Regions from separate parts of the Gossypium hirsutum genome. Here region 2 is linked to region 1. Evidence: chromatin contacts called from public Hi-C data. All regions are on one chromosome and are shown on one strand. The core of a region is the stretch at or near the end of the contact, and the rest is flanking DNA. Distances in the headings are between cores, read along the strand shown.

Region 1 (6,109 bases), core at 3,461-5,960:
CAAGTAACTTTATGGTAGGAGCCATAATGGGACGACGGAGGAACAAGATTTTCCATCTCATCTACTATACGAGATGGACCTTAACAAGAGCACAACTGAATTATACGGTAATAGAAAAAGAATTACTTTCCATTATTTTTGACAAGTTTCGTTTTATCTTGTAGCTACTAAGGTGATGGTTTATACGGATCATTAGAAAATCAAGTATTTTATTTCCAAGAAATATGCTAAACTAAGGCTGATCGGTGGGTGCTTTCACTTGAAGAATTCGATCTTGAGATCAAGATCAAAAAGGGGTAGAAAACCAAGTAGTAAACCACCTTTCCAGATTGGAACATCAAGGACAAACTAACTCTCTTGCTCTCATTAACGAGAATTTTTTAGACGAGTACCTTTTTAGGATAAGTCTTCATAATAATCTTTGGTTTACTAATTATGGTAACTTTTTGGTTTGTGGTTTGATGCTGCCTAAGATGTCTACCAACAAAGAAGGAAGTTCCTTTATGATGTAAGGTACTACTTTTGGGAGGAGCCATACCTATTCAAAAAATGTGCAGACCAAATAATCCAAAGATGCATGGTAAAAAATGAGGTAACTAATATTTTGTATCATTTTAATTCATCCCCAAGTGGGGGACATATTGGAGGTTCACATACTGCAACCAAGGTGTTGCAAGCCAAATTCTTTTGGTCAACCTTATTTAAAGATGCATACGCCAATGTGAACAACAGTGATCGTTGGCAGCGGGTTGGAAACATATCAAGAAGGAATGAGATACCACTAATAAACATACTTAAGGTAAAATTATTTGACGTTTGGGGTATTAAATTTCTTGGTCCTTTTCCTCCTTATGGTAACCGGTATATATTAATGTTGGTTAACTACGTGTCTAAATGGGCGAAGGCCAAGGCATATTTGACAAATGATGCCAAGGTGGTAATACTATTCTTACAGAAACATATATTCATGAGGTTTGGGATTCCTAAGGTCATCATCAGTGATGAGGGGTCTCACTTTGTGAATAAATGGTTAAAGTGGTTACTTGACAAGTATGGCGTGAGGCATGGGATTGCCACAACTTACCATCCCTAAGCGAATGAGCAAGCTGAGTTGGAAAATAAAGAGATAAAAGGTGCACTTGAGAAGTTGGTCTATCCAAACCGGCGAGATTGGTCTATGAGGTTTGATGATGAGCTATGGGCCTACTGAAAAACTTTTCAAAACTATTTTAGGGATGTCTTCCTATCAGTTAGTGTTTGGTAAAGCCTGTCATCTACCTCTAGAGTTGGAGCATAAAGCTTATTGAGCTCTCAAGCAACTCAACTTAGATCTAGAGCTTGCTAGAGAGAAACAGATGCTGTAGCTCATTGAGTTAGAAGAATTTCGAATGTTTTCCTATAATAATGCCAAGTTGTTTAAGGAGTTATGAGAATGCCAAGTTGTTTAAGGAGAAAAAAAAAAGATGGAACGACAACCACATCCAACTCCGTGTGTAACACCCCCTAACCCCAAACCGTCGCCAGAATAGGGTTACGGAGCGTTACCAAACCTATCAGACAATTTACAATTAATATACACGTAATTACCAAACAAAACATAAAATACCTATGTTCAACCAATCTAAACACATTTAAATATGCTCAAAACTTGCCAAATTTAGACATTTTATTTATTATCCAGTACTCAATTCTATTTTATCATATATTATCAAATAAATCAAATTCATACTAAATTAGTCAAGTCATATTATATATCATTACCAAGCTTAATTCTACTTATTTCATTAATACATTAACAATCCAAATGACACACACATAAAACATCCTAGGTACATGCCATTACCAACTGTCAACACGCTTTACCTTATTGAATTCGGGATTGGCCTGGGATGCTGATTCAACCTTCTAGCTTTAGCTTAACCTGCGTACGGAAACAAATCGTACGCTGAGTATGAACTCAATGGTATTTCTATAATCCGAACACTTAATAAAATAAAAATATAACAAACACTTAAAATCATATAACAATCATAACTATTCAATTATTTAATTCATAGATAAATTTATTGTAACTTATTTCATTCTTTTAACTTACTAACCTATATAGCTTTCCACGATTTATTCACAAGTCATTAAACAATTATAATATTCGCTTTTATCCAATCCAGAGCTACATAATTCATTTGTCTCAATCATACTTTAGTTCACGGTTTAATATCAATAAACTATATTCAACTATTCACTTTTCAATCAGTGTTCTGTACATATCCATTTCAATAACAGCCATTACCATTCATATCAAATCAACTTGCTATCCCAGATAGCTTTCACTGTATAATACGATTCGTGTGTTTCAGTCCACATTTCAATTCTTCATTCAGTATCAATTTGATCACTGTTATATTTAATAACCCCTATTAACATGACTCGGACTTAGACAGATACACGGATCCAACCAAACACACTAGAATGGCACCCAGTGCCTCATCGGATAGTTCGAAGCAATATAGTGACACCTAGTGTCTCATCGGCCTAGCCAAAGTAAAGTGGTACCCAGTACCTCATCGAATCTATCCGAAGAAATATAGTAACACCCAGTGTCTCATTGACTCAAGGTCAAAGAATCCCTGAACTCTTTCAATCATATGGCATGCCAACTATATCCGACTTAGCCCGATACTGTTAATAGGGTATTTAATTCGCGTATGACCTCAATTCAATCATAATTTCTTACATTTTCAATTCAATCATTCTTCTACCTTTCAATCAATATTCAATCCATATATTGACACATTTCTACAATTACACACTTTTTCCTTCAATTCAATATACATCTCAATCCAATATCAGAAGATTATCACTTACCTTTAATTTCTTACCAATACATTTATTCAAAATTCAATAATCATAATTGCACAATATCACATTCACACACACACACACACACCACACACACACACACATATATATACATATAATCCGATTCAATTCAATCAATATAAATTCAATAAAATTCATCACATACCAAATCAATCCATTTCCATTATAAAACATAATAATTCTCACTTCAATATTTACTAAATGCATTAAATAAAAATATAATAATTAATAACTAGGTTCGGATTATAGAAATACAAACCGTAATTTTTTAAGCTAACCCTCGTCAACTTTGCCTTGTCCTTACTCAGCCAGATTTTTTGAAATAACGTTAACTATTAAAATTTAAAGCTTCAAAACTTCAATTCCTCCTTTTTTTTTTCTCTTTCTCTTTTTCCTTCTTTCTTTCCCTTCTCTGTTTTCGTTTTTCATTCTGTTTCTTTTTTATTTCTTTTACTTTCGTTTTATATATATATATAATATAACTATAATAACTATAATAAAATATCTATTTAATATCCAATATCTATTTTACATTTGTATACATATATATTATTACACTTGTCTTCTTTTTCTTTCTTTTTTCTATTTATTATATAAATATCTTTTACTTAATAATAATACATATAATTTAATAATATACTTATTTAATAAGTAAATATATATGTATTTTACAAATGTATGTATATTAGTATCACATATGTCACCATATGCACCATATATTTGTCTTACTTTTATTTATTTATCATATAAATATCTTATAATATAATTATTTAATTAATAAATATCTTTTATAAATAATAAATATCTATTTAATATCAAATACATGTATTCCAAATGTATGTATTTTTATTAACACACTTGTATCAAATCATTACCATACACATATCTTTATTTAATTTATTTCATAATATAATATCAATTCAATTAATAATAATAACATTAATAAATATCAATTATAAAATCATAATAATAATTTATTATACATATTTATGCATAAAAATCAAAGATTTTTATGAATTTGTCGCCTCACTTAGGACAAATGGCATAATTCTATTTTGGTCCTTTTCATTTTCTTTTAATCTATAATTAAACTTTCACACTTTATTCAATTTAATTCTGTTATCTAATTATCCTTAATTTAAGCTAATTCACTTCATTAAACTCTAATTAGCCACTCATTTGACTTTATAAATATTTTTAATAAATATTTACGAGTTTATTTTTTAAAAATAGTAACCTAAAAATACACTTTTTTCGATAACTGTAAAGTTCGAGTCATTAAACCGTGAGTTCAAGGCAAGTCAAACTCCAAACTACGTTTGTTTCCCAAAAAGTTAAAAGTATCGATTGGTCTGGGTCATTCACTATTCACCAAGTCTTTCCTTATAAAATGGTCAAATTTCAGGCCGATAAGGGAAGTAAGTTCAAGGTAAATGGTCAACACCTTCAACATTATTTGGCTAGTGTAGTCAAACGGAATAAAACTTCCCTCACTTTAATGGACTCATAAGTTATTTATTTATTTAATTTCTTTTAATAAATAGCTGAATTTTTTTTAAATATTTTGAGCAGCCAATATAAAAACAAATATATATCTATATACATATATACATTTATGCATATATTTACATATATATATTTATATTTATTTTTAGAGTAAATAATAGTTTTTTGTTTTAACCTAACTTCCTTTGTATTAAGCTGTGTTTCCTTAGGTTAAAATTTAACCTAGTTTTATCCTTATAAATTCACTACCTTTACGCCCTAACATATCATATACCACCAACCTTCTGCAACCTTATCCTTTCAAAAAACATTTTTTTCGTTGCCTCCTCCTTAAATAACCATCACTACTGGCCGAACATCCCTCCGCAACCAAAGCCGCACATCACCACACCACCCTACCTGTACCCTTCGTTGTTGCAACCCTTCACCGCTAGTCACCTCTCACTGTCACATACCCTGGTTGTTGCACCACCAAATTCCATCCTTTGCAACCCCAAAGAACCACACTCCCAATCACCCTAACCAACGCCATCAGACCACCACTTCGTCGGCACTACCACCATTACTGAACACCTCATCGACTCGAATCCCATCAATTTTCCACAACTCTCGAGCCTGCACACCAATTATTCGTATAATGTCTCGAAAAAAGAAAAAAGTTACACATCCTAATCCGATGATCTCCAAAGTTGATTCCATATCGGAGAAGCAAGGGAGAGGTTTAAATTTATCTTCAAAAATCAACCGATGCTTCTGGACAAAGGATTTAGCTTGACAAATGGTGCCTGCACAACAATGCTACCAATCTTCAAAAGACAATATATGCATTGAGGTGGAATTTATTTTATGATGTCAGACCACCTCTGAAAGAAGAATTAGTTTAGGAATTCTATGTGAACCTGACTTTATCCACTGCAAAAGAGGTATATGTTCGAGGAAAGAAGGTAACCCTAACCTCGACTTATATTAATGATCTGCTTGAACAACCTAACATCGATAATGACGATTATATTGCTATGTTGAAAAATGTTGATTGGGAGATGCTTAGGGAAGTTCTGCAAGAAGTTACGGTTCCTGGAACCAAATGGATAACTTCAAATTTTGGTAATATTATTTGCTGAAGGGAGTTCCTAAAACCAATAGAAAATGTTTGGTTCTATTTCCTTTTAACTTAGTTTTATGCCTGTCTCACATAGTTCTACTATCTCTATGGAACAGATGCTCTTGTTGTATGCTATTATGACAGAAAGGTTCATTGATGTTGGAAGAATCATCCTTAAGGAAATTCAGAAGTGTACTGCAAAGCAAGCTAGTTATGTCTGTTTCCCATCATTAATCACTTTACTCTATCTACAATCTCACATCCCTCCGAAGATCTGATATAGCCAGAATAGTAGGTGATGATGCTAGGTAGAAGCAAGCAGAACCATTTGATGAACCAACTAGAGTAGAAACGCCCAATTATCCAGATATGTCGGAATCAGTTCTTGAACTAGAACCAACTACCTATCTTGACTTTGCAACACCAACTGAACCTGTTAATCCCGGGTGAACTGCTCCGACACCTACCTTTCCATCATCTATCACTGTTGCATAATTGGATCAATCCACAATCATGGACATTCTACAACACATGCACCCACAACAAAAAGCATATTGGAGATATGCAAAAATACGGGACGACTCAATAAGGGGTGCATTTAGAATACTCTCACGTAACTCG
Region 2 (6,573 bases), core at 436-2,935, 280 kb before region 1:
ACTGAAAGCATTTTACTGGTAACACGCGGAAAGCGCTTCCAGCTGGAAGCATTTTACTGGTAACACGCGGAAAGCGCTTCCAGCTAGAAGCGTTTTTCTACATTCCACCTAAAAATGCTCCCAACTGGAAGGGTTTTCCCTAAATCAACCTATTCCTGTAATTTTTCCAAAAATCGGCCTAATCTAGTAATTTTGAAATATTTTCGGCATTTTTGAGTAATAAAGTTCATATGATAGAATTCAAACCTACACCAATCGCATTAGTAAAACCTTTAATTTACCATTAACTAAAGCTTTATTTTGAGATATTTTATACATTTTAATTTTATTATGCACACACTATTATCTCCATCAATTTTTTTTAGTATTGTTTATTTTATGTATTTATGTGTTTAACTTTTGTTTTACTCATAATTTAATCTAATTTTTTTTATTTTAATATTGTACACATTTCATGTGTTATTTTGATTTATTAGTTTCAAACCATATGTTTTATTATTTATTGTATGTTATTCTTAAATATACATTTATGTTCTAAATTTATGGTTTTTATATATATACATGTGTGATAGGATTTTTGGTATATTTTAATTAACTTAATAACGATTACTTGCATTAATTACTTATAAGAAAACATAATTTTTTCAAATAATAAAAATAATTAAATGCATATATTCAAGTACAATGCTCGTAATTTAGAAAACTAATATATATATATAGATATATGTAAAAGTATATGTTTGAAGAAACTTTTCAACTAATAAAATTTTCTTTATTGTTTATTATATTACTAAATTAACATTAAAAATATATTAATATATTACTAATTATTATGTGATAATAACAAAAGTAAGATTAATTAACATTATTATATTAATGTGAAATTAATTAACATGGCAATATATTTTTAAATTTCAATAGAAATAATAACATTATTTTCATATATATTATTAATTAATAAATTATTATAATATTAAAATTATTAAAATTAATTATATATTTTATTTGTTTTTAAAATTATTAACGATTAATATTATTTTTACTTAACTAAAATTACATTATTTAATAAATTAATTAAATGATTAAGCAGATAAAATCTCGTTAAATATATGTGACAACAAAAATTAGTGATTATCAAAATAGTTAATTTTTACTAATTTGTCAAATAAAAAGAAATCCAACTTGGCCTAATGAGTTTAATTTTTTTAACAAACGAACAGTATTAATATATTTAGACTAAGACTTTGTTTAACAATTTATTGAAAAAATTAAATCCATTGTAATTAAATATTTTCAATAATTTAATATTTTAAGTACGTGTGATCATTTGTGGTAGAAAATAAATGATAGGATTTTTAATTTAAAAAAAAAAGTGAAAAATGATAAGCACATAATGAGATACTTATTACTTAATGTAAAAAAAATTTCAATTATTTTTATTTTATTAACTAAAATCTTTAAATTTCTAAAAGGTACATCTATCATACAATCCAATTCTATTTTGTACTTAATTTTAAAAATTATACTAAATAAATTTTATAATTTAAATTCAATAGTTAAACTATAATACATAATTTTTCAATTTATCAAACACCACCTAAAACTCCCATTATATTAGTGTTTTCATCCGGTGTGTTGGCCTCCATAGTACAATTTGCTCTCCACCTTAGCTCACTAGGCTGTTTAGAGCAGCTTCAGTTGAGGGATGGTGCCTCATTGGTTCACAATTTTTGACTGGCCATTAGCGGAGATAGCACATTTCCAATGGAACGTTGTAATTTTTATTTTATTGTTCCCTTACTTTTAATTTTAAGTTATTATCAAATAAAATTGAGAACTAGAGTCTGCCTTGTAGCACGAATTAGGGTTTTTTCTTTGGTCTGTTTTCTAGCATGAATAGTATTCTTTAGGGTTTGGATCTTGCTGCCGCCTTGAGGTATGACATGGATAATATTGATCTGGTGGATACAGATCTTGCTAATCTCAATATTATGGGTGAAGAGGAAGATCCCATGCTGGTTTTGGGAGAAGATACTGCTGTGGAACATTTGTATAAACTGTGCTTGGTAGGGAGAGTTCTTACTGATAGTATTGTGAATTTTCCTGCATTAAAAAATACTTTAGCCGATTTATGGCACCCGTTGAGAGGGGTGACCATTACTGAGATGGAGGATGAGAGGATTTTATTCAGATTTTACAGTGAAATTGATTTGAATTGAGTCCTGGATAGTCTACCATGGTTTTTTAATCGCCATCTTATTATCTTTCACAAATTAGTAGGGGGTGAAGACCCTAATTCAGTTCCCTTTTGGCATACGATCTTTTGGGTTCAGGTACACAATTTACCTATGGGTTACACATAAGAGGAAACGGCACGTCAAATTGGAGATTTTGTTGGTAAATTTGTGGAATATGATTCATCATTGATGACAAGAGGGGTTAGTAAATTCATGAGAATTAGGTCTATAATTGATGTTCGTTTACCACTTAAAAGGAAGAAGTGCATAGGCATTGGGCAGAATAGATTCATTTATGTTTTATTCCAGTATGAAAGGTTGTCACTTTTTGTTTTATTTGTGGCCGACTGGGTCATGGTGAAAATTATTGCAAGGTCAGATTAAGAATGGGGAATCAGCATATGGAATTTGGATGGGATTTGACATTACGTGCTGCACTAAGACGAGGAAGACAAGTAGTGAGCAAGTGGATTAGAGAGGAGTCAGATATAGATAAATGGCAGGACATGAAAATAGATAGGGAAAGAAGCGTAAGGAAAGCTGGAGGGGAGGCTACAAATAATAATGAGGAGAAAGAGGAAGTGGGCCCCTGGGGATGTTTCACACGATAGCTTAGGAAAAATCTGAACATAAGGAGCCAAGTTATTACGATCCAGTTGGAGGTAAGGGGGTAGAAGAGGATTCAGAAGACATGTTAATGGAAATCGTGGATGGTAAAAAATGGCAAAGGATTAATGTAGAAAGGGGAATCTCTAGGGATTTTAGGAAACTATCGAAAGAGGGTTTGGAGAACGATATATCGGCGGCCACTCATAAGGTGGCTGACCGGGCATAATGAAATTTCTTAGCTGGAATGTTCGTGGGTTGGGGCAACCACGGACAGTTCGACGTCTCAAAAACAAATTGAGATATATTCGACCCCAAATTTTGTTTCTTATGGAAACAAAGGTTTCGAGCAAACGAATGGAGGCAATAAAAAGGCAATGTGGCTTTTTGAATGGAATCGACATAGATGCAATTGGCACGAGAGGAGGATTGTCATTAGGATGGAAAGAGGGTTTGAATTTAACTTTGAAAAGCTTTTCAAAATCTTACATTGATGTGGAGGTGGCGAATGAAGATGAGTTAGATACATGGAGGTTTACAAGATTTTATGGAGCGCCAGTGGAGCAAGAAAGAAGAGAATCATGGGACTTACTAAGATTTTTAAAAAGCAAAAATAACAAGCCCTGGCTGGTTACCAGAGATTTTCACGAAATTTTTTTTTCTTTTAAAAAGAAAGGGGGAAGAATTCGGGAGGAAAGACAGATGGCTTCATTCAGGGAGGCAATTGAATACTGTGAGTTATACGATTTGGGGTTTTCGGGACAATGATACACTTGGGAAAGAGGTCGTCTGCTTGACAACAATATTAGGGAGAAACTTGATAGGGGTAGCTAACTCAGAATGGTGGGATCTTTTCCCAGGGTATAAAGTCTGTCATTTGCAACACAATTTTTCAGATCATTGTCCAATCATGGTAGAAACCGGTAGGGAGGAGGGATTGCGAGGAAGGAGACAACAAGGTCATTTTTGATTTAATGCAGACTAGATTCTGGAGGCAGGATTTGAGGAGCGATTAAAATGGGAGTGGAACTCAAATAATCTGGATGTGTTGGAGAAACTAAAGAACTTGGGGTTAACTTTGAGTAATTGGGTAAAACAGGAGAAAACGCAGACCGAACGACGAACGAAAGAACTAAATGATAGGTTGAGCAAATTAGGAGCAGGCGAAATTAGTGATAAAGTGTTGGAGGAAATTACAAACATTAAATTAGAGTTGAATTTTGAAGCGGATAAGGAGGAACTGTTCTGGGAACAAAGAGCAAGAGTTAATTGGCTTCGTATGGGGGATAGAAATACGACATTCTTTCATAAGAGTGCGACACAACGAAAAAGAAAAATCTAATTGCGGGGTTAGAAAATGAAGCGGGGAATTTTATTACCAATATGGAGGGAGTCACTAATTTGGCTACCGAGTATTTCAACGAGCTGTTCTCATCTACAGAGGTAAGTAATTGTGATACAGTGTTTGAGTCCTTTTTGCCATGCATTACGAAGGAACATAACAGTATGCTAATCACAATATTTAAAGTAAAAGAAGTTGTTGAGGCGATAAAATCTATAGCACCCCTCAAGGCATCAGGGAAGGATGGGTATCCGGCAATATTCTATCAAAAGTACTGGCATATAATAGGGGAGGATGTGACTACATATTGTTTGGATGTTCTCAAATGGACGAAGAAGCGTAGAAGAGATAAATTAAACAAGCATTGTTCTTATTCCCAAAGAAAAGTCACCAAAGTCAATGACTAAGTTTCTCCCCATTAGTTTTTGCAAGGTGATCTACAAAATTATCTCAAAGGTACTTGTTTACAGTGCTGGACTTATGCATTGAAGACACACAAAGGGCGTTTGTACCGGAAAGGAAAATCACAGACAACATTTTCGTGGCATACGAAATTTTGCATTCATTCAAAAGAAAGAGAGGAACAACGAAGAAAAACTTTGCTCTAAAACTTGATATGAGTAAAGCATATGATAGAATTGAATGGGTTTTTTTAGAAAAAATGATGCGCAGTATGGGTGTTTGTGAAGGCTGAATCTCGCTTATTATGAGATGTATTACTAGCGTAACATATACAGTGGTGATAAATGGTAGGGAGGGAGAAGAATTCAGACCTCAACGAGGGCTAAGACAAGGCGATCCATTAAGTCCTTATTTGTTTCTCACTTGTGCGGAAGGTTTTTCCAGATTAATTGCACTAGCCAAATTGGATGGAAGGCTATCTGGGACAAGAGTGGGAAGAGGAAACATATCAATGTCACATTTTTTTTTGCGAATGATAGTGTGCTGTTTGGTGAGGCTTCAACTGAAGGGGCAATTAATATGAAAGGTGTGATTCAGGAGTATGAGAAGATCTCGGGACAGTTGATTATCTTTGACAAATCTCTTATCTACTTCAGTGGCAACGTGGATTTGGAAACACAAGCACAGGTGGGAAGGATTTTCGGAGTGAGAATATCTAACAATCCAGAACGGTATTTGGGGTTGCCAACTATGGTAGGACGTAGGAAGAAGCATGCTTTTGTGGCTATTAAAGAACGATGTGTCAAATTATTGAATAATTGGAGTATGCGCTTTTTATCAGCTGGGGGAAAAGAGGTATTTTTAAAATCTATTTTACAAGCGATTCCAACTTATGCAATGCAATGCTTTAAGCTACCAGTTTCATTTTGTCGAGAGCTCGAGAATTTAATGTGCAAATTTTGGTGGCGGAATAGTAAAACTAATAAAGGTATTCATTGGTGTAAATGGAGTGAAATGTGCATCCCCAAAGCGAAGGGAGGTTTAAGTTTTAAAGATCTGTCAAAATTTAATTTGGCTTTGTTAGCGAAGCAGGGTTGGAAAATTATCACGAAATCAGATGGTTTGTTTGCACGTGTTATGAAAGCCAAGTATTTCCCGAAAGGAGATTTTATGAGTGCTGGGGTAGGTTCTTACCCTTCCTATACCTGGCGTAGTATTTGGGGAGCCAGACAACTGCTTGAGGAGGGGATGGGGTGGCGAATCGGTAATGGGGAATCAGTCAATATATGGAACGACAGTTGGCTTCCAAGACTTGGCAGTGGTAGAATCAGATGTCAGAATATGGGTTTACGAGTTACTCAAGTCTCGGACTTAATTAATAAGGAAAATAATACCTGGAAGCCAGACATTATTCAATCATTATTCGAAGAGGAACAGTTGAAGCGCATTCTCACAATTCCATTGGCAAACAGTAGACCACAGGATGCATTGGTATGGCGAGGGGATAATACTGGGACATATACAGTTAAGAGCGGATACAGATGGCTAATTACAGAGGGGGGGTACTAGAATACATAATGAACTTCCTGCTAATTTTTTTACAAAATTATGGGAGCTCCAGGTGCCAAGCAAAATTCGTATTTTTATGTGGAGAATTGCTAACAACTATTTACCCACTTTGCATAATCTAAAAGCTCGTCAATTGGCTGTCAATCCTTTATGTCCGGTATGCAGATCTGAGGAGGAGTCGGTGTACCATCTTTTTAGGGAGTGTCCCTTCACACAGCAGGTTTTGCGGGGTTTGGAGATGTCATTTTCAACATGCAACAGACAAGCCAATTGGAAAACATGGTTAGTAGCGGATTTTGAAAATACGAGTCTGGAAGCATGCAACATTAAATCTATCGCTTACTGGGCCATCTGGTATAATCGCAACAATCTATATCATGAAGGAGTCAGAGAGCAGGTACATGAAGTTGTTGGATT

What was found. Hi-C and Micro-C count contacts between places; a contact is called where the count stands out from the background.
Region 2: a Hi-C map of leaf shows a contact between it and region 1, with 1.8 times the contacts expected there. The contact joins two enhancer-like sites. A contact is called at or near these places in 2 of 34 Hi-C or Micro-C datasets (both in leaf).

Annotation. Positions count from the first base shown.
Region 1 is chrA01:41,867,237-41,873,345 of Gossypium_hirsutum_v2.1, reverse strand. No RefSeq gene overlaps it. Among protein-coding and RNA genes, the nearest start is that of LOC107917362, 27 kb to the left of the region's middle. Within about 2 kb of position 4,710, at least 7 of the 9 cell types and tissues checked have an H3K27ac peak or open chromatin away from gene starts, as enhancers often do. A contact at or near this core is called in leaf, where this site is marked.
Region 2 is chrA01:42,147,038-42,153,610 of Gossypium_hirsutum_v2.1, reverse strand. No RefSeq gene overlaps it. Among protein-coding and RNA genes, the nearest start is that of LOC107916784, 42 kb to the right of the region's middle. Within about 2 kb of position 1,685, at least 7 of the 9 cell types and tissues checked have an H3K27ac peak or open chromatin away from gene starts, as enhancers often do. A contact at or near this core is called in leaf, where this site is marked.